Linked DNA regions of Capsicum annuum: region 2 is linked to region 1. A link is a contact called in public Hi-C data. All regions are on one chromosome and are shown on one strand. The core of a region is the stretch at or near the end of the contact, and the rest is flanking DNA. Distances in the headings are between cores, read along the strand shown.

Region 1 (5,796 bases), core at 976-3,475:
TTTGACAATGTTACTTCCATCTTATTTCATGCTTTATTATGAATTTGTTTATTATTCTTTATCTTGAGCCGGAGGTCTATCGGAAACCGCCTTTCTACCTCTCCGAAGGTGGTGATATGGACTGCGTACATTTTACCCTCCCCAAACTCCACTACGTGGGAGTACACTGAGTTTGTTGTTATTTGTTGTTGTCGATTGGATTTTATTGCAATTACAACAAACCTTAATGACATTGACGGCTATGGATTAGGTACGTTATACTAACTTTTTTCATTTTGTTGTTCCTCTTTCCTTACCAACAAATGATTCTCAACATACATAATTCATAAACAATTGAGGCAGATACATACTTGGAAGAAAAATAAAGTTGGGTCACAAACTAAACAGATTGCGTGTCCTAATTGATAGTAATTTCTTGTATTTCTTTTTAATACTAACTATTTAGTGAATTAGAAAAAACAAAAAAGATTCTGTCCTCGTCGTCATTGAAGCAGACAAATTAGGAATTTTTTAATTTTCTTTTTAAATTGGGGTAGGGGAAGGGGAATGGGGGAGGGAATTATAATGTGGGCAATCGAACCCTCATTAATAAGGTGAAAGTTCAGATAACTAACCAATTAAGTTACTAAGATTCTCTAAACAAATTAGGAATCGATTTCACTAATAAATGTAAAAGTAAAAAAAAATATGAAACTAATTGTCCTCTAAATATAAAATAACAAACACATGAAACTGTTTTTGACCATTAAATTATTCAATTTTGACTTTTTACTGTATGAAATTAAATATTCACGTTTTTTTTTTCCCAAATTCTTTTTTTCTTTTGTTAATTTATCCTTGAATTAACGGAATTTGTTATGATTATCTCATGTCACCTTTCTTCTTTTTCTTTTTGTAATTTCTTTGTTTAAAAAATAATGACCTACTTTGACTTGACACATAATTTAAAAAAATTAAAAAAATTTTGAATCTTGTGATCTTAAAATAAAGTTGTCTCAAATGTACCAAAATATCTTTTAATTTTATGGTACTAAATATGTCACGTGGAAAAATAAAATTAAAATATTACCAAAAAAAATAAAATAATCTTTTTTTAAACAAATTAAAAAAATAAATAAATCATTCTTTTGTGAGAGTGAAACAATATGAATTTACTTACTATACCTGCTGCTATATCATTATAAACTGTATTGCTACTCTTCAGAATTAATCTGATCCCTTCCCCAACTCACTTGAATATTCGTTTAAACCCGTGAAAACCCACATAATCCACACAATATATGAAAATAAATAAATACTTGGAAGGAAAAACAAAAAGAGACTTGCCTGAATGCGGGTGAGATCAGATCCTGTCCGTACACTGGTGAAAAGGCTTAAAATGCGTTGGATCAGATTAGGTGCTCTGTAATGAGCATCATCTGATTCCTCCTCCAATGATAAGGGTGCTGTTAGAACAACCTTTGGCCCCACCTCTCCTTCTCTAACCTATACCCAAACATACCAAACCCACACAAATTTTACTTTTTTATTGATTACAGACACATTAAAACATACTCCTGCCGTAGATTTTACTAGTCTAAATTGGTATAACACAATTATTAAGATAAATAATAAATAACATAACTAGTTTATCATAATAAATCTATTAAATGATATTTATATTTTAATTTAAAGAAAAAATAATTAATATAAAAGGTAAAATATGAAAAAAAAAATTATCTTGTCTTGATAAGTAAAAAAGATAAATAAAATAGGATACCAGATTAAAAAATTTAGAACGGAAAAAATGAGACGGAGGAAGTAATAAAAAAAAGAAATTATAAGATTTTCAAAAAAGAAAAGTTGTGTAGATAAGTTGAAAATGAATAATATCACACCATATATGTTAAAAGTATCTTTATATTGGCTTAATTTAACGGTTGATATCAGAAATAATGATTCAACAAAGACGAATATGGAGATGTAAGAGTGATGCATGGTTCTGAGATCAACTTGATGTCTTTGCCCGGAGATGTAAGAGTGATGCATGGTTCTGAGATCAACTTGATGTCTTTGCCCGTCTGCGGTCCAGCTTACTCTACATGTGGATCTCCGAATAGGCCTAAGGATTGTTGCGATAGTCGGTTAGGAAAAATTGTTGGGTTTGCAAAGAAAGTTATAGTTAGAAGTTGATAAGAAAATAAAGCTACGTATAAAATGTAGTAAATTGTAAAGTTGATCTCTCATTATATTTAGAGTATTTTTAGGTTAACAGTTAACTGAACGCCTCTATATATATATTAAAAGTGTGAGCACTCTTAAAAAAATAATTTGAACTATTTATCCTTCATTAAAACACACTTTTTTTTAGATAAAATTATCTTTTCACTATATTCTTCAATTTATTATTTAGTTATTTTTATTATATTAATTAGACTCCTAAAATATATGGAAGGAGAATCCAATAATATTTTTCTTTGTACTGATCAATTAGAAAAATACTTCTAAAATAGAATTCTATTAAGAAAATCTTTTATAAATATTGAGATACGCATTAAACTAGAGAAGAAACTAGTTTACTTATTGTGAAAAATATGATTGATGTCTATCTAACTTGATTCGGTTGCATGTCTAGATTGATGAAGGCTTAATTTAACTTCACTATTTTTGTCAACATAATAGAATTCAATGTGTATGCATATATATATATATATATATATATATATCTTCTTTGATTTCATTCAAGTCATTCTTTATTGTCAAAACTTTCGCTCAGACAAGAATTATTTTCATCAAAACTGAAGGTTTGTGATCACTATTATATTATTTTGTTGTAGTTTACAGATGGTAGATGAATGTCAGTCGGCTTTGAAAATTTTTTTTAGATAAAGGTTAGATTTAATTGTATTGTTTTATATCTCTGTTTTGGAATTTTTTTTTGTATTGGTAAAGTTTAGTTGTATTATTTTGATATTTCAGTTATCGTATTATTTTGTTATAGTTTACAGGTGGTAGATGAGTGTCAGGCGGCTTTGAGAAATTTTTTGTGTAAAGGTTAGATTTAATTATATTATTTTGATATATCTATCATCTTATTATTTTGTTACAATTTACAGATGGTTTTTTTTAGAGGTTAGGTTTAATTAAATAAATTCTCTAAAAGATGTTGAATTTAATTATTTTATTCATCTTTATTATTTAAACAAATATCCTATTTAGTGTAAAGTTTGAACTCAATAAAGTGAGGTACACGCGCGAGGCGCGTACACCTAAATTAGTATATATATATATATATATATATATATATATATATATATATATATATATGTTAGACTGTGAATAGGGGTGTACATAGGTCGGATTGTTTGGGTTTTTTATTGAATAAAAATCAAACCAATTATGTCGATTTATTAAAACTATAAACTAAATCAAACCAACATAAAATCGATTTAGGATTTAGTCGGCTCTTTCGATTTTTTTGGATTTTTAGGGTTTTCTTCGTTTTTTTATAATATTTATTTTTTACAGGGAAAAGGCATCATTTCCATCCCATACTATACAAGAAAAGTCTAAGCCACACCTAAATTATCTAAGTGACCTATTACACACCTTAACTATATAAAAATGATATCATTACCTCCCCACGACCCCCATTCTAAGGCGCGTGTGTTACACTTATTTTAGGCGCGTCCAGCCTATTAAATAACAAAAGTAAACGACCAAAAACATTAAGGGAAAAGACATCGTTTCCACCCCAAACTATAGTCGAAAAGTCGAATCCACACCTACTATATAAGTGACCTATTACACACCTTAACTATAAAAAAGTGACACTTTTTACTGACGTGGTGCTGACGTGGAAGTGCGTGAAAACACTACACCGCATGCAAGTGGTGGTAGCTTGACAAGGTGTAAATAGTTTCACCTTTTTTATAGTTTAGGTATGTAATAGGTCACTAGTATAGTTTAGGTGTGGCTTCGACTTTTCGGGTATAGTTTGGGGTGGAAATGATGCCTTTTCCCTTTTTTACAATTATATTGTGATTAAAGATTAGATCAAGTATGTCTTCACTTATGTGCTAATGAAAAAACTCAATTCTGAAAAATTGGGGAGCGAAAAACTTTCTTGAAACTAAAAAGTAAGATGAAGAGTGAAAAGTTTATATTGTGTTTTGGATCATTTTATTAGCAATTAATGGACAAATATTACAACTTAATATATACATACATATATATATATATATACACACACCTACTTTCTAAATATTGAAAATTAATAAAACTAATTGAAAAAGTATTTAAAAAGTAGATTATAATTAATATTTTATGTATAAAAAGTTAAATTATATATATGCATATATATATATATATATATATTATGTCAGTTTGACTTTTTTCGATTAACACCAAACCAAATCAAGAATGGTCGGTTTTTTTTTTCAAACATCAAACCTACCAAACCAAACCATCAGTCGATTTTTTTTCTCAGTTTGGTTTGGTTTGACCTGATGATTTGTTCCGTACACCCTAACTGTGAATATGAATTCCCATATATAGTTGAAGTTGATGATAATGAGTTTATTCACACAACACAATCGTACAATTTGAGTTCATTGAATTTGGAATTATGAGTGCGAACATTTATATACTAGTATTACAAATTAGATTTACTATGCAATGCTTACTCAAGCATATTCTAGAACAATGCAATTGTTTCACAAACAATATTCTCAATCATTTGGAAAAAGGACATTAGTTCAAGTACTATTCAAATAGAAAAAGCCAAAACAGGAAACACGAGAAAAATGTAACAAACGGCCAAATAGAGAAGATCAGTAATAGGATCTTCCTATTTTGTTTGCATCTCAATTATAAATCACCAACTCCACCCATATAGGAAGCTAATTAGTGCCTAACCTAAAGTTAAAGTCAAATTAATTAGGTCATAAACAATGAATAAACAAGAATATTTCCTATTGAATCTTGCAGTGAAGATACATCAAAGGGATAAAAACGAGAGACTTTCTTGTAGCCACAAGAAGAAATCACTGTGCATGTTTAAATTTTGTGTACTGATAATTATTTAAAAAAAGCAATAATGGATGTATAATTTTTGTCGCTAAACATAGATATATGTTGTTAATTCTATTTAATGATACAGTAGTAATGGGTTATTTTAAAATTTTTTATAAAAAAATATAGCTGTGGATTATTTAGCGACAGACTAGTAATAAACTTCGTATAGCTACTTCCTATTTTTTTCCGTAGTAAGTGTAGAAATTAGATCTAAATGATACAAGTATAGTAGTACATTAAACAAAAGGTTAGACTAATAACCTAAACAAATAAGAAAGATATTTTGTAATTATAACAAGTTAAAATACAATGATAACATAATAATACTTCACATATTAGTAGTTTTTTTCCATCAAATTCAAAGTTTCAGGCATATAAGTTGAATAATACAACTACTAGGTTACTGTTCTGCCGAAAGATGATTAATCATGTCCAAAAAGTGATTAGCAGAAGAGCTAAATTGCTGAACAAGTATCCACAAAACAAACAAATTAAACCTAAATAAAAATATCACTAACTTCGAGTAGAAATTAGACAAAACATTGATTAATTAGTACTGAACTTAATATTAGTGTTGTTATCCAAGCATACATCATTCCATTTGAATGTAATTTATAATTTAAGCATGGTATAATTTAAGGCGACGGCGACGAGGACTTGGTGGTGACGGCAACGGCGAGTTGGAGGTTTGTTGTCTTTCTTCTATATCAGAACCTCTTTTGATGAAAAATATTCTATTTA
Region 2 (5,992 bases), core at 2,108-4,607, 380 kb before region 1:
ATCGGGGCCCGTTCAGGGGGTTACACTGGACCCATATAGCCCATGGGTGGTTAAGGATGGTTAAGCTACACATACCCAGGTTAATGGTTGTACCATCCATATGCATAGAAACCATACATATATATATATGTATGTATGTATAATTTGTATGCATATGGATGGTTTACTTGGTTTTGTTAAATGACATTATTTTATCCTTATCCTTAGTTCATGCTAGTGTTCACCCGCTAACCCGTCGGGCGGCTGTATCCCTACGCGATGCAGAAATAGGTCGTTATACTCCTCCTACTTAGCGATCGGACTTCGGGTCAGCTATTGGATGGAAGTGATGAGCTTCCATCTTTCTGGAAGGCTTCATTTCATGGATGTTATCTCATACTTTGGTTTATTGATGGATATTGGTTTTGGCTATGGTTGGGGGCATGTCCCAACCGAATTTCGGTATTCTTTTGGTTAGAGGCTTTTGTGAAACTACAATAGGTTGGTTTAGGCAAGATCGGTATTGGTGTCAGCCTTCGTATTGGCATTGGTATTGGGGCTGATACCAGAGGACTAGATTTCTCACTATTCCATCCTCTTTTATTTTGGGATTATATAATTATTATGGAACTCATATAGTTATGGTTTGGATTATGGTTTGGTTGGTATTGGTTATCGGTTGGGTATCGAATGATTGAACTCGTTTGAGTGGTCATGGATATAGACCTATCCAGAGTCTTTGATTATGCAATAACACTATCTTGCAATATGTTCGGAATTTATCCGACTCAAGATATGCGTAGGTCGATTGGATTGGGTAACAAGGGTGGTCTTCAGTCCTGCTTGGACTTGGAATGCCTATTACAACAAGGCCCTAGTTCGGGTTGTGTCACAGACAAATTGCCGAAGTTCGTCGTTAGAACCACAAGCAAGAGTAACAGAGGCATGGCTATGATGAGTCCCAGGGACAACACAAGTAATCAAACAGTTGAGAGAATTTGAATGAGTAACGCTACTCCCAAGCTTATCTTATGCCTCAACTTGGTTGGGATGCCCTTTACATCAGAGGTAGAGAAACTCACCTTAGACTCCTTAGGGAGACTTACTACTGGTTAATTTCGAGCTACAAAGTAGATATTTGGCGAGTATATGAGATTTTGAGTTTTTCGATTACAAGCAACAACACTAGTAGAATGGCACTGTGTAGAAACTTTATTGGTACTCCTATCCTATGTTGCTCGGACTCTTTAAAAATGTCAACGAGTGTGTGTCAAATTCTCTAAAAATAGTGTATTTTTGGAAAATTTGACACGGGTGCAGCATCGAAAGTAAAGAGTCCACGCAACTCAACTTCTATCCAATTGATGAAACAATCTAACCAATCATAGAAGATTTTCCAACATCTTCATTTTCGAACATTGTTAAAAGAAGATCAAGAACAATGCAGTTCCTAGATGCCGCTAGTGATAAGTAACTCCAAACAAAGAGTTTGTTACCACATATAATCCATGTCAAGGAAAATTCCTTATCTATTCCACCAAAGATGGGCTCATTACCTTAACAAAAATATATGTGCAGTCTCAAAATCAATCACTTAAGAAGATAACACTTCATTGTAAAGCATGCATTCAAAGCACTGGAATATTAGAGCTTATAACTCTATCTTAATTATGAAAAAGTGGGCACAACAAAGAATAGCTACAATAATAAAGCTCAACTCACTATCAAGTTTGGACAACAAGTCACACAATCAGTAAGTTTACAAAAACTTTATTATTTTCTGAGACTATTTTTATACTGTAACAAACTGAGCAATAAATCAAATAAGCCCTTTTTAGTTTAAGAAGAATAAAGATTAAAATAGGAATTGTACTAGGAGGTGCGAAAATGAGAGCAAGTTACAAATCTCACTACTCTCGTCACATTAAAATTCATGTCATCACGCAAGGACTGAGAAGCTTAGTAACCAGTATGTATTAGGAAAAAAAAAAGACAAAGTTGAGCTCCACATGGTCATAAGTTCTCCTAGATAAAATTGATCTAATCGTATCATTTCATAGCCAAAGTAGCATATATTAAACATCATAAATTGAACATGCATATCCTTCAAATTACACCAACTACAAAAGCTCGACAAGGCAACAACACCATCAATAACAATAGAGAAGGCAACAACAAAAACATAATATTGAAACATTAAATAAAATAATATTTAAAAATTTCACATTTTCATTGTACTTTAAACAAGTACAATGAAGTTCTTGAAGTGAAATAACGCGCAATTTGAACACAAAAATAAGTACTCACTGAATTACTAATAGAATCACAATTAATGTCGGACATGTTTTAACCTAACTTATGGAATAAAAAAGGAAAACAAAAATTTTGAAGATGGAGAAAGCTTAGAAATTAAATGAGAAGGCTTTGAAGGTTTCAACTGAATAAAAATGGAGCTGAAATAGGACTTTTAAACAGCAAGAACACTTATAATTGAACCCAGACATGATTTTCTAGAACTTTGAATTCAAACAACAACAAACCAAGACAAGAAAACAATTGAAAGGTGTAGATGCAGAAGAAACACCCATAGATCTCAACTTAATTCTCTATAACGCCGCGAGGAATTAAAAGCACAAATTGAAGATACTTTTGCTAGGTTTCTTTGTGAAAGAGTAGGGGAGACACGTTTGTTTGCTGCGTTGAGTAACAAGACACGTCTCTTGAATTTTCTCTTGAAATTGGGTCAAGTTATGGGTCGGACAGTGGTTTAAATTAGGGTGGTTTGATATCTGGGGATAAATTAAATAAAAATTGATTAATGGGTAGGATTATGCCATATGGCACGTCGTTAGTGAGAGGGGTATATATGTACTCAATCATTAACGACGGGGATATATTTGTACTAAAAATATTACGAAGGGCATATATGTACCATTTATCAAAGTTTAAGGATATATCTATACCTTTTTCGTTAAAACTTTAAGCGTTAATTAGGTGTTGTCTTGTAGTTACTTTAATCACCTCAAACCCAAAATAAAAATCTTAATGTTCTATTTTTTATAGTTAATATATATATTTTACTCATTTATTCAATGGGTTCAATATTTTCTCGATTTATTTTTCTAAAACTATGAATCTACTGAATCTATGATTTTAATTAAAGAAACCTAATAATTGATGTTATTTTGATTTCTAAAAATTCACTAACATTCTTAAAATCAACTAAAAGATTGAAAATATTTTTTATACTACTTATCGTATTCCTAAATAATCAAGAATTTAAAATTTATTTAAACATCAATTAACAATGCACATATTTGTACAAAGAAAAATAATATATATTCATGATGTTGATGTTGGACCTGTGGTGGTGACACGAGTCATTTTCGCTAGCTGCAAATAAAAGAGAAAAAAAGGGGGAAAGAGAGAACTGGGGCTAGGCTCGCTTATAATATAAAGTTATTAGTAAAAGGAGGAAAGGGGAAAAAAGAGGATATTGAGGAATAAAAATGTGCGTCTTCCTAGTTTCGAACTCAGGTCCACCAAGCCCCGAGAGCCTTCACCAGCAAACATGAACCGTAGAACCTGCGTGTCTCTTGATTAGGAATTCCATTTAACCAGTTTTAAAGAATTAAGAGGACCTGACCTATTTGTATTTCATCCTGCCTGCTTCAACGCTGTAAAGAAGAGTTAAAGAGTGCTACTAGGGTTTAACGAATTGCGGAGGCAAAAATGGGAGGGAAAGGGAAGAAGAGAAGAGAGAAGAATTACAGAGCAGCTCATGGAGGCACTACTAAACTTCCTCCCCCACCCACCACTACTTCCATAGATGCTATTCCCACGAAGCTTCGTCAAATTATGGGGTTTTCAGGTACATATAATCTATGTTGCTCGGACTCTTCAAAAATATCAACGGTTGCGTGCCAGATCCGACATGAGTGCGGCATTGAAAGTGAAGAGTCCGAACAACTTAGCATGCAATGCATTGTCTCGTTAATTTCTTGAAATACTTGTATTTGGTGGAAAGTAATATATATTTCTCAGTTTTCCGTGTTTTTTCTGAAGTGGGTTTTTGTTGTTTTTGTATTTTAGGGGATGGGAAAGTTTCATTGAATAATGCAGACAGGAAGAAAGGAGATGGTGGTGGCAGTGCTAATGGGAAGGTAAAGTATGGATATGGAAACTTGGGTCGTCGTATTACTTATCTCCTTGAAGATCAATTTTATAGTTTAATCTACTAATTTGGGTCGTCGTTAACACGCTTTGAAAGCTCAGAACTGTTACGTGACCGGTTTTGTTAGATATATAATTAGCTGAGTATGCAGTCAATCTTTAAAACACCAAGTTCAATCAAGTCCAAGTTAAGTCTAGGTTGGATTCCTAGCAGCTTGTTTGACTCTCTTGCTCTCATAGTTATTCTATGTTCAAGACCTGTCTTCCTCTATAATTTAGAGAGTGTTAGACCGATTTTGCAGCCCCCCTAATGCAGGAAAAGTTGGGTTTCTGCTTAGCAATTACATGGGTCGGAATAGCATAATCTTATTTGCTTAGGTCCTTTTTGAGAAAAATAAAATCTTTATATATATCTGGAATAATTAACTGGTGGTCTTATATTTATTCAAGGTTCCAACTTTCCTATATGTCTGATTGGGGGGTTTTTCTCTTATAACATCCATTTTGGTTTCAATTCAATTTGTTACATTAATAGGATAATTAACTTTATCAAAACTAATTCAGTTTCAACTTGTCTAGATATAAATAAATACAAGTATACTTGAAGTGTCTCAAGGATTTTCTGTTAGTCTCCAGTTTAATCAAACCATGATACAATTTGTTGCACCTTGTCAATGCCAACGATCTTTTCACTTTACTTTGTTTCAATTATGGTCTTTGACTCTCTGTCTTTATAGATCTGCATATTTCCTCTCTTGTCTCGAGTAACTTTCATCTTTTCGTGAATCATTGGGCAAAGAAACTCTTGAGTTATCTCTCCTTCACTTCCGTTTGTTCTCCTAACAACTCCATTTTTTTTGTAATTTTTGTTCTCGTGTTTTCTCCCTTTTGTGTGAATGTGTTCTGTGTTTTATATTTGGTGTTCAAACTTTGGACTTATATGTGTCCCTGAACAGAAACTAAGTTCAGAAGATCAAGTTCAAGCTAAAAATGTGGGTCACAAGAGGAAAGATGGCATGCACAGTTTGAGTGGTGTTGGAGCAGCAGAAGGTAATGCACATCAGAAGAGAAATAAAAATAGAAAAAGGAAAGAAGTGAAGGATCTTCGGTTTGACACGACTGAGCTGGGCATTACTAGTTCAAAGAGAAAGGAGCGAAAGAAACAGTAAGAACTAATGCCTCAGTTAAAAAAATTATCTTTATTATATCAGAGGTGAGAGCTGAAGTAGAGGCAGAGCCGTTGTTTTCTGTCATCTTAAATATTGATGCTACATATCTTGTTTAGGAGAACAACTAAACAAACTATATTTCATGAGGGAAACGGGGAATCCATTTAACGCAGGTATTCCAGGGAGTCAAATCCGTGAAATTATAGTTATGGAGCTTTAAGTTCTTAGGAGTGCTCCTAGACAAGAAGCCATTAACTAATACAACAACAACAACAAACCCAGTGAATTCCCACCAAGTGGGGTCTGGGGAGGGTAAAATGTACGCGCAGTCCATACCGCTACTTCCTAAAAAGACCCCCGGCTCTAGATAAAGAATAGGTAACGAGGTCATAGTAATATCTGAAGTAGAATGGATGGCATAACCGAAATAAGAAATGAGAAATAATACAAATAGAGCTAAGAGAGCCATGATAATAAGACTAATGCGAAAGTAAAAAAAAAGTATATAAGAAATAAGAAAAGGCCACCCCCTCGTAATTGCATACACTAATGGCTCCTACCAGTCGGCACAGTCGTAGGCTTACTAAGAAAGCTACACCAGAGCTCCCTAACTACTAGCTACAACCCACACACGCATTAACCTTCTACCCTAATCCGCGACCTCCACACCT

What was found. Hi-C and Micro-C count contacts between places; a contact is called where the count stands out from the background.
Region 2: a Hi-C map of leaf shows a contact between it and region 1, with 2.0 times the contacts expected there. The contact joins the promoter of LOC107852977 here to the promoter of LOC107852978 in region 1. A contact is called at or near these places in 2 of 5 Hi-C or Micro-C datasets (leaf and placenta).

The regions. Positions count from the first base shown.
Region 1 is chr7:156,060,067-156,065,862 of UCD10Xv1.1, reverse strand. It overlaps LOC107852978 (oxysterol-binding protein-related protein 4B), which reads right to left and starts at 2,225. Exons shown (of 7, transcript XM_016698012.2): 1 at 1,993-2,225; 2 at 1,327-1,485. The coding sequence starts at 2,028.
Region 2 is chr7:156,436,124-156,442,115 of UCD10Xv1.1, reverse strand. LOC107852977 reads left to right here and starts at 3,357. Exons shown (of 5, transcript XM_016698011.2): 1 at 3,357-3,850; 2 at 4,072-4,142; 3 at 5,109-5,317. The coding sequence starts at 3,712.